Linked DNA regions of Rattus norvegicus: regions 1 and 2 are each linked to region 3. A link is a contact called in public Hi-C data. All regions are on one chromosome and are shown on one strand. The core of a region is the stretch at or near the end of the contact, and the rest is flanking DNA. Distances in the headings are between cores, read along the strand shown. Region 1 holds the start of Trpc4ap (transient receptor potential cation channel, subfamily C, member 4 associated protein). Region 2 holds the start of Procr (protein C receptor). Region 3 holds the start of Ggt7 (gamma-glutamyltransferase 7).

Region 1 (2,922 bases), core at 178-2,677, 190 kb after region 3:
TCATCTGTGACCCTACACAAATACAGACCATCTCACCTTTATCTCTTCAGTTCATTGGGTAATAGTCAAACGGATCGAAATTAACTTTAAATATGTAGTGGTATGTTAAGAAAAATCTCATACCTATTCCCTCATCTGCTCACCTAATTCCTGTCCCTCTCCCATCAATACTGTTTGGTCCTTTATATATCCCTCAAAACGATATACAAAGCTATCTTGAAATTAAGCTAATGTTTTCTGGGTCCACCTGGGAGAACGAAGAAAAAGTGAAAGAAGTCATCTATCCTGCTTTATTCTAAGGTTGTGTCCTATACCCCTCAACAGACATACATACACCCCAACACCACATGTATAGGACATCAATTGGTGTAAAGATGAGCTAGGCATTAAATATAGCAATAACTGATGACCCTTCAGCCCTTACATGCACCTGAAATACCCTAACACTTGACACGACTATCTCCTCTGAATTTAACAATAACCTTAAAGGGTGAATCAGAGAAGGAAACTACGGCCCTGAAAAGGTAACTTGTCGAAGCAAGAAAGAGAACAGGGCTTTGAACTAAAGTTCTTCCCCCAAAGCATGTATCCCTACGTTAGTAAAACAGTCTTCTGCACCCGTTGGAGTTCAGCCTAATGTGGGAGAAAGGCGTGAAAAGGGCAGACAACAAAGAAATATGCAATTACAGGCTAAGAAAATAGTGCAACAGAAAAGGAATTGGGTGATCTGATAGAATAACAACGGGGGCCTACTTTAGAAAAGGAGGAGGAACGTTGAGGCCTCTGAGAAGATGACATTTATGATAGGCTTGGGAACCGTTTGGGGGGGCGGGGGTGCTGCAGTGAAGAGGACCCCGACCTGCTTACAAGGGGCAAACACGAGACCAGTAGAAGATGAAGCCAACTCGCCAAGGTCCTCCAGACACGCAGACGTGGCGCAGGGAAATGAGGATCTAGAAACTCGGCCCAGGGCTTATTATACGCGCCATCAATACCCCAGGCAGTCCGATCCCACTCGGCCCAGACCCGCAGGCCTCCGAGCTGGCCGCTGCCCCTCGTCCCACCGTGGCTGACAGCGTCCGGACGGCACACAGGACAGCGCCGCGGCCAGCCAAGGGGGATCTGGCCGGTCCCGCAGCGGCCTGGAAAGGCCTCTTCCCCGGCCCCTGGCCAGCTCCAGCCTGGCCCGCCCCGCCCCGCCCCTCCGGGCCGGCCTCGTACCTGCACCGCTCGGACCAGGCCTCGGCCGGTGAGCTGGCCCTGCCGCAGCTGCAGCAGGATGTTACCCGGTCGCGGCCGACCTCCCCAGCCGCCCCACGCCGCCGCGGTAGCGGCCGACCGCCTCCCCCGGCTGGCCCCAGCTCCAGCCGCTGCGGGCGCTGCCGCCATGTCTCCTCGTCCGACAAACAGGAAGCAAGCGGTCCCGAAGCCGCGTCGATTTCTACGGGGCGGCGGAGGACTCTATATCGCCCCCAGTGGACTGACGCGGAGGTGCAAGCCGCGTGGCAAGGGCTGTACGTGCCCCAAGGCCTTATGGGAATTGTAGTCTTTGCGGAGGGTGGGCAGGTAGCGGAGATGCTGCTCTTCCTGGACCACCCACTTATTTTTCTCCCACGTCCCACTTCCAGCATTTCTACGAGGTTGCTCCAAGTGGATGACCGGTCAGTCGCTGCGTGCACAAGGTCTCAAATTTTTCGTCTAGTGGGAAATGATGCAGCCCAGTGGCCAGGGAAGGATTCTAGGCCCTAGGCCAGAGTTGACACTTGACAGATGTCCTCTTCCGTTTACAACTGACTTTAGCCAAGTCACTGCACTTTACCCCTAGCCCTTAGTCCATTCAATATTTAGGCCCTGGGAGCCGGATCAGTCAACTAATATTTTATTAGAATTAACAAATATGTTTTATGTAAATGATACATAAAGGACCATCAATGTGCTATGGCTTATTCGAAGAAAATGGCAAAAAAAATTTTTCATTTACAGATGTCAATAGTTTCTAAAGGCACCAGCTGTACTCCTCACACTGAATAGACAGGTGAGGTGGAGGGTGAGGTGACAAGTAGAAACGCAGAGGACCCTGTTAGGGAATGAGGATTTCAGGGGACCACAGCAAATCCACACAAATAAAAGCAATTGTCTATGTCGTTCAATGACAGCCATGATGTTCAATGGAATAACGCAAGGAGACAGGATTGGCAAACTGATCCCCTATGAAGTAGAACATTGCCCTAATTTTCCCCACAAGTAGAACTGAATTCACATGCTTGGACAAACCTCTGTAGCAGGGTTGTGCAGACTCTCTCTCTCTCTCTCTCTCTCTCTCTCTCTCTCTCTCTCTCTCTCTCCACTTTCTCTTCTAGGAGGTAATCTTGTAACAGAATGAGAAGAGTTGAGTGTGTCAAATTAGGATGCCTTGAAGTTTGCTACTTGTAACTAAGGTGGATACAATTTGTTGCCCAAACCAGAAGTCTTTAAAGAGTGGAATGATGTAGTAATTGCAGCGGAACAACAGTTTATGAGCACTGCCAAGGCCAACTAGACTGCGGTTGTCATCTTCATGCTCACTTACAAGGTGTGGCTCCCTCCCACCTCCAGCAGATCACTGCCAGGTTGCCTAGTTTAAAGCAAATAAAATAGGATCTGGAGAGCTAAGTCAGTGCGTAGAGGCACCGGCTGCCAAGACTGTCGGAGACCTAAGTTGTTGGGTCCCCTGAACCCATATAGGTGGAAGGAGAGAAATGATTCCTCCAAATCAAATAATTGCCCTCTAATCAATCAATCAATCAATCAATCAATCACTCTTTTACACACACACACACACACACACACACACACACACACACTTTGAATGTAATTTTAAAGTTAAGAAAAATTTTTATTGAAGGAGCAAGAAGAGGGAGGAGGGTTTGGAGGGAATCAAAT
Region 2 (2,700 bases), core at 18-2,517, 250 kb after region 3:
TGAGGAACCAGAGCTCTGGGGACAACACGTATCTCACACAGGAGACAGAGGAGTCGACCCAAGCCCAACTAGGGGAAGGCATTTATAGGGAAAACTACATAGGTAGTTGGCAACAGTCACACAAAGCAAAGCAATTTCACTGGTTTGTTTACATTGGCGCACATGATCTAACTTCAGGCCACCCTGCCTCTTGGATGAGCTGACCCCAACTCTTTTTTCTCAGGACTGGTAAGTCAGGCCTTATCGAGGCCAGATGGCTTATGTTCAGCCAGGCCTTCCTTATCGAGGCAGGATGGTTTATGCTGAGCCAGGCCTTATCGAGGCCAGGTGGTCTATGGCTGGACTACTTCTCCATAACATGTTATGTTATTCTTTTGTGAGGTGCACTTGTCCTCACAGCAGGGTCAGTGGGGGATAGTTTAAAATCTTTATTCTTTCAGGAGAATGACATAATGTATGAAAAAAATGCCATAATGAAACCCATTACTGTACATACCAACTTAAAAATGCATAAGACTGGGCATGGTGGCTAATAACTTTAATCCCAGCACTCAGGAGGCAGTTGGAGCTCTGTGAGTTCAAAGCCAGCCTGATAGAGTGAGATCCCGCTTTTTAAAAAAATAAGAAGAAAACGCACAAAGCAAAACGCCCTTATATAAGTGAACACATATTTCAGGAAATATTGCTTACTAAGAATAATGCACCAGGTTTCTTATTCTGTCCTACTAAATTTTTTAAAAACATACTAATCTGTGACGTCATTGCCACCAAATGACTATGACCTGCTCGATGCTGAGATTTCTCTAGATCGTTCCCAAATCTCTGCTACATATTTCTGAGAACCCCTCTCCTCCAATTGGGTAATCCTGTGTACTTAAACTTCTAATAAAATGTAGGCAGCAGTCCTGGAAAGCTAAATTCTATTCCTGGATCTGGCGTCATCACGAAGTACAAACTTTGGGCAAATCCCTACATCTCTCTGGACCTCAGTTTCCCCGTCATCTCTACATTCTCTGAGTTGGCAACATCGAAAGCAGACGCCCCACCCCCTGACTCAGCGGCGACCGGACTTCTCACCAAGCCTTTCTCCCCCTTTTCCGCTCTTCCTCTAGCCTCGGAAGCCAGCAGCGGGAGGAGAAACGGGCAGGTCCAGGCAGGAGGGCCCGCGGCTGGGAGGGGCCGAGGCGAGCCGGCCCCCTAGTAGGAAATGAGACAGAGCGAAGCAACACTTTAAAAGCCCGACTCCCTCTTCCTCCACGCATTCACTGGTCTCTTTCCACCCTTCCCTCTCCCTCCCGCCCTTCCCGGACAGCCGCCCTTCTCTTTCCTAATCAGCAACCTCAGGAGCCCGAGCCTGCCCGGACCCAGGTGGGACCCAGAACTTCAGCTCCAGGATGTTGACGAAGTTTCTGTCGCTGCTGCTGCTGCTGCTGCTGCTTGGCTGCGCCTTTTGTAACTCCGATGGTGAGTTAGGGTCACGGCTCCTTCTTGGGGGGTGTTCTGGGGACTTGGTGTATTGGGGAACTTTGACATGACTTCTAACCCACACAGCTTGGATGTCCACAGCTGCTGGCTTTGGCTCATATTTCAAAGACAGGGTGAGGACGTTCAGTTAACTCTGCAGAGAAGGCTTGGGGGAGGCTGTTGGAAGGGACCTGTAGAGTAAGAATGAGGTGAGGCGACAGGGAGAGTAGTGTCAGTCTAGGGAAGATAGGAAGAGATGGACAGAATAGGGAGACACTAGGAAAGCAGAGACAAGTTTGGGGGTTGAGATGAGGGGGTGAGGGCAGGTAAGGTGGGAGAAGGGAGGCCAAGAGCCAGGGTCAGAAGATCAGGCTGCAGGAAGCTCTTAAACAGAGAGGGGGAATTATCACCAGACACTGTTGATGCCCAGCTCTCCCCCCGCCCCCCGCCCCCCACCCCACCCCCCCACCCCACTTCCTATAGCCTCTGTCTCTCCCTCAGAGAGACAGAATTTAGAGCGCCTACTGTACTTTATACACACATTGACTCGTTTATCCGTGGTGAGCAATATTTTCATATTGATGTTACAGAGGGGAAAACCTGGTCACAGGACAGTTAAAGGTCATTGCTAAGGTTACTGACATATCCACACTTGCAAACACAGAAAGCAACTTCTCAAACTCAACAGGGTGGGAGGTAGGAGGGAGTTACAATGTCAACATGGCCAAGGCCCTTTCCTGGGCATTGAAGACAGATAATCAAACCCAGCTTCCATAGAGATTTGCCACGCAGAGCAAAGGCAGCAGAGTAACCCGGACAAGCTCTTCACATGGTGGCCGAAAGTTGGCATGAGGAACTCCAAGCCATTTGGTAAAACTGAACACGGAGATTCATCAGAAAATGAAACTTGCTGTGGATCTCAAGCTGGGGCCAGACCCTGAGATCTGTCCTGTGGACAGATGTCCTATGGGGAGGCAATGACTTCAGATAGGCAGGCGGGTTGACTTCAGCTACCAGGATTCAAATTGTGGTTTGCCTTACTATCTTGGCCTCAGATTCCCATACACAAGAGGTTAATAATAGTAGCTACCATGTTAAAGCGTTAGGAGGAAGGCATACATACGTTAATAATGTGTGTACAACAGTGCCTAGAGTGTAACAATCACTTCATGGGTAGTAGCTGTTATTATGTGGGAGGGGTAGGGCACATCCCAGGAGGGGTTTGAGGGTTTTGGG
Region 3 (2,700 bases), core at 198-2,697:
GATTGACCAGGTTGCTGGTATCAAAAGGTGACACTAGGACATCCTTCCCCACATCTTCTACCGCCAAAGCTACCCGTCCGCCCCCCAAGACAATTAGTTTTGGCAGGCAGCTCTACCATTTGAGGACCCAAAGTCTCCACACCCGATTCCCACACCCAGCACAGGTAAAGTGAGATCCAGTCAGGTTGGTGGGGTTTGGTGGTCAGGAAGCAGGGGAGAGGATTTCCGGTTGCCGGGACAGGAGTGACAACAGAAGAGCCAGGCTAGAAAGAGCTGGAGCAGCATCCTCCGGTCCGGAAAGGGATGAAGCTCAAGTGCAGGCACCACCAGGAGGAAGTCAGAGAGGGAAGCAGAAGACTGCTCTAATGCCAGGAAGTGACGTTGAGGGAGAGAGGGCAGAGGGATGCAGGCTCGGGGATGGAGGGGATCACAGAGCTGGACCACATGGACAGGAGAGAGAGCAGTAGGGAAGGAACACCAAGAGCTCTCTTGGTCCCCAGCTCCCTCTCAAGCCCGGCTTCCTTCCCAACCTCCATCTCCTTCAGTTTCTGCACAGGGTTGAGAACACAGATCTTGTTGCTGACCAGAAGCTCCTATCAACCTGACTAACATCCGGGCCAGATCCACATCTCCAGAAGGGGTAGGGTAAGCCACAGAGCAGCAAAGGCACTGTAGTCCCCAAGGACTTAGAGAGGTCATGCAGTCCATCCCCTTGTCTCCCAATACCCACAATTCCCAGACCGAGAGGCATCATATTTTTCTTTACCCATCTCTGGACACGAAGAGATAGATTTTTCAGATCTTCTCCGGACACTCTGCTTCCCATAATCCCCGGCTGTGGTGAAGTTCTCCTTAAGATCTAGACTCCATCCCGCCTGCTGCAGTCTCCTACTTGGTTTCCTCTATCCTGTCCTCTGTGGCTAGAGACAAGCCTTTACTAGGTGATCACAGCTGTTCTATAGGCTCTCCCCTCCAGCGTCCCTTCCTTCTCAATGGGTTCTTCCTAAAAGGTAATCATAGTCCTTTCTGCTGCAGTCCTTGCGTCCTCTCCTGTGTCGCATCCTACGCCTCTAAGGCAAAAATACCCCTTTCCCCACCAGACAGTTAACAGGGCTGAGGGAGAAGGGGAGAGGTCCAGGATGCAGCGGATGAATGAAGGAGATGGGAGAATGGAAATGGATGCTCAGAACAGAAGGAGGAGGACCAGGACGCCAGCCCCCACCCTCACCCCCCAAGGTGGGGCAGGGATGGGGCCAGAGGGCCTCACCAGTATCCGGGTCTCCCAGGAAGGCATCCTCGTCCTTACGGCCCCTCAGCGGGGCCGCAGGCGCTGGCTCGTCCTCGGGCAGCCTCGGGAAGCTGGTGATGCTCATGTAGTCTACTGGTGAGTAGGCGCCTAGGGCGCTCTCCTGGCTAGCCTCGTTCTCTGCCGCCATCCTCGCCCTAACCCCCAGCAGCGCAGAGCCTGCCGGAAGTGGCAGTGAAGGGGGGGGTGCGAGGGCGGAGGGCGGGGTCTGAGCTCCTGGACAGCCGGGAGGGGGCGCCCCCACCCTCAGCAGTGTCCTAGTCTGACTCGCCCCCGCCTGCTTAAAGTCTATTGCTTGCAGCCTGCAGGCAGGTGCAGGAGGATGGGAGCCCAGAGGACAGTGGAAGGTTGCCAGGAAGAGGACGCTACTCTCAGATCTTCAAACAATTCCCGGTCTTTCCTCCTTCCTGTCTGAATCCAGCTCAGATTCCATATGCGTTTAGGACCACAGACTGACTTTTGAGCGCAAATTTCTCCTTGACTTCAGATCTTATGACCACTCACCTCTTAGAACCCTTAATCTCTCTGTGGTCGCCAAGATTCTCCTCCTCTAATCTCAAACTATTCCTCCGACCCCTCTCAAGACTACTCTTCAAACCCTCAGAGTTCTTTTCAACTTATGAGTCTGCCTTCATTTCAACCCAAGATTCCTTTTCAATCCCCAACCCCTATTTCATCCTGACTGCTTTTTCATTTGCAGACCTTCTTGAACCTCTCCTTCGATCTCGAATCCCTCTCTGTGCCCCCACCAAATTGCTCACATTTCTCTTTTAAATCCTAACTCCTTCTGGAACCGTCCTGACGTATCAGCATGGGAGATTGGCCCCTCCTGAAAGCCCACTCCCAACTTTAGGACTTTTAGAAGCAAATCCTCAGATTCCACTTCAGAAAATGTGACCTAGTAGGCCTGAACATGGTCTTTGGAACCTTAATGTTCTTTGGCATTTTAAAGAGTTCTTGATGTGGTTCTGGAGGTAAAGGAAAAGTAACAATGGTGTGGTAGAGCAGGACAGTGGGGTAAGAACAGGGGCTTAGGAAGTAACTCATTGGTAGAGTGCTTGCCTGTGTGAGGGGTTGACGCCTGGCATCAGAAGAAAAAGAAAAGGATGAGGAGGGCGGGGGAGAAGCAAAGAAAGAAGAGGGGGAAAGAAAGGTAAGAATGAAAACGGGTTTCTGAACCCTAGGTGCTTGCCAAGCCCGTCTCTGGAACTGCTCTCCTAGCTCCAAGAATGAAAGTTATGAGTCCAAACTTCTACTCTTAGGTCCACAGACAGGGAAATGGGGTTGGTGAAGCTGTGGATATGCAATACTCCTTTCTTTCCTGATCCCTGGCTCCCGGCTCAGCGTGACTTGAGCTGTTTTAGTATTTACCACGGAACATTGAGCAGCCGTGT

Evidence for each region. Hi-C and Micro-C count contacts between places; a contact is called where the count stands out from the background.
Region 1: a contact with region 3 is called in a Hi-C map of liver, with 2.6 times the contacts expected there. The contact joins the promoter of Trpc4ap here to the promoter of Ggt7 in region 3. A contact is called at or near these places in 4 of 12 Hi-C or Micro-C datasets (frontal cortex, kidney, liver and 1 more) and 1 of 1 datasets of contacts at active chromatin or transcription factors (oligodendrocytes).
Region 2: a contact with region 3 is called in a Hi-C map of liver, with 2.9 times the contacts expected there. The contact joins the promoter of Procr here to the promoter of Ggt7 in region 3. A contact is called at or near these places in 9 of 12 Hi-C or Micro-C datasets (the A7r5 cell line, Schwann cells, frontal cortex and 4 more) and 1 of 1 datasets of contacts at active chromatin or transcription factors (oligodendrocytes).

The regions. Positions count from the first base shown.
Region 1 is chr3:164,651,696-164,654,617 of GRCr8, forward strand. Trpc4ap (transient receptor potential cation channel, subfamily C, member 4 associated protein) reads right to left here and starts at 1,428. Exons shown (of 19, transcript NM_001100748.1): 1 at 1,222-1,428. The coding sequence starts at 1,389.
Region 2 is chr3:164,713,460-164,716,159 of GRCr8, forward strand. It overlaps Procr (protein C receptor), which reads left to right and starts at 1,268. Exons shown (of 4, transcript NM_001025733.2): 1 at 1,268-1,464. The coding sequence starts at 1,395.
Region 3 is chr3:164,460,183-164,462,882 of GRCr8, forward strand. It overlaps Ggt7 (gamma-glutamyltransferase 7), which reads right to left and starts at 1,448. Exons shown (of 15, transcript NM_130423.2): 1 at 1,268-1,448. The coding sequence starts at 1,436.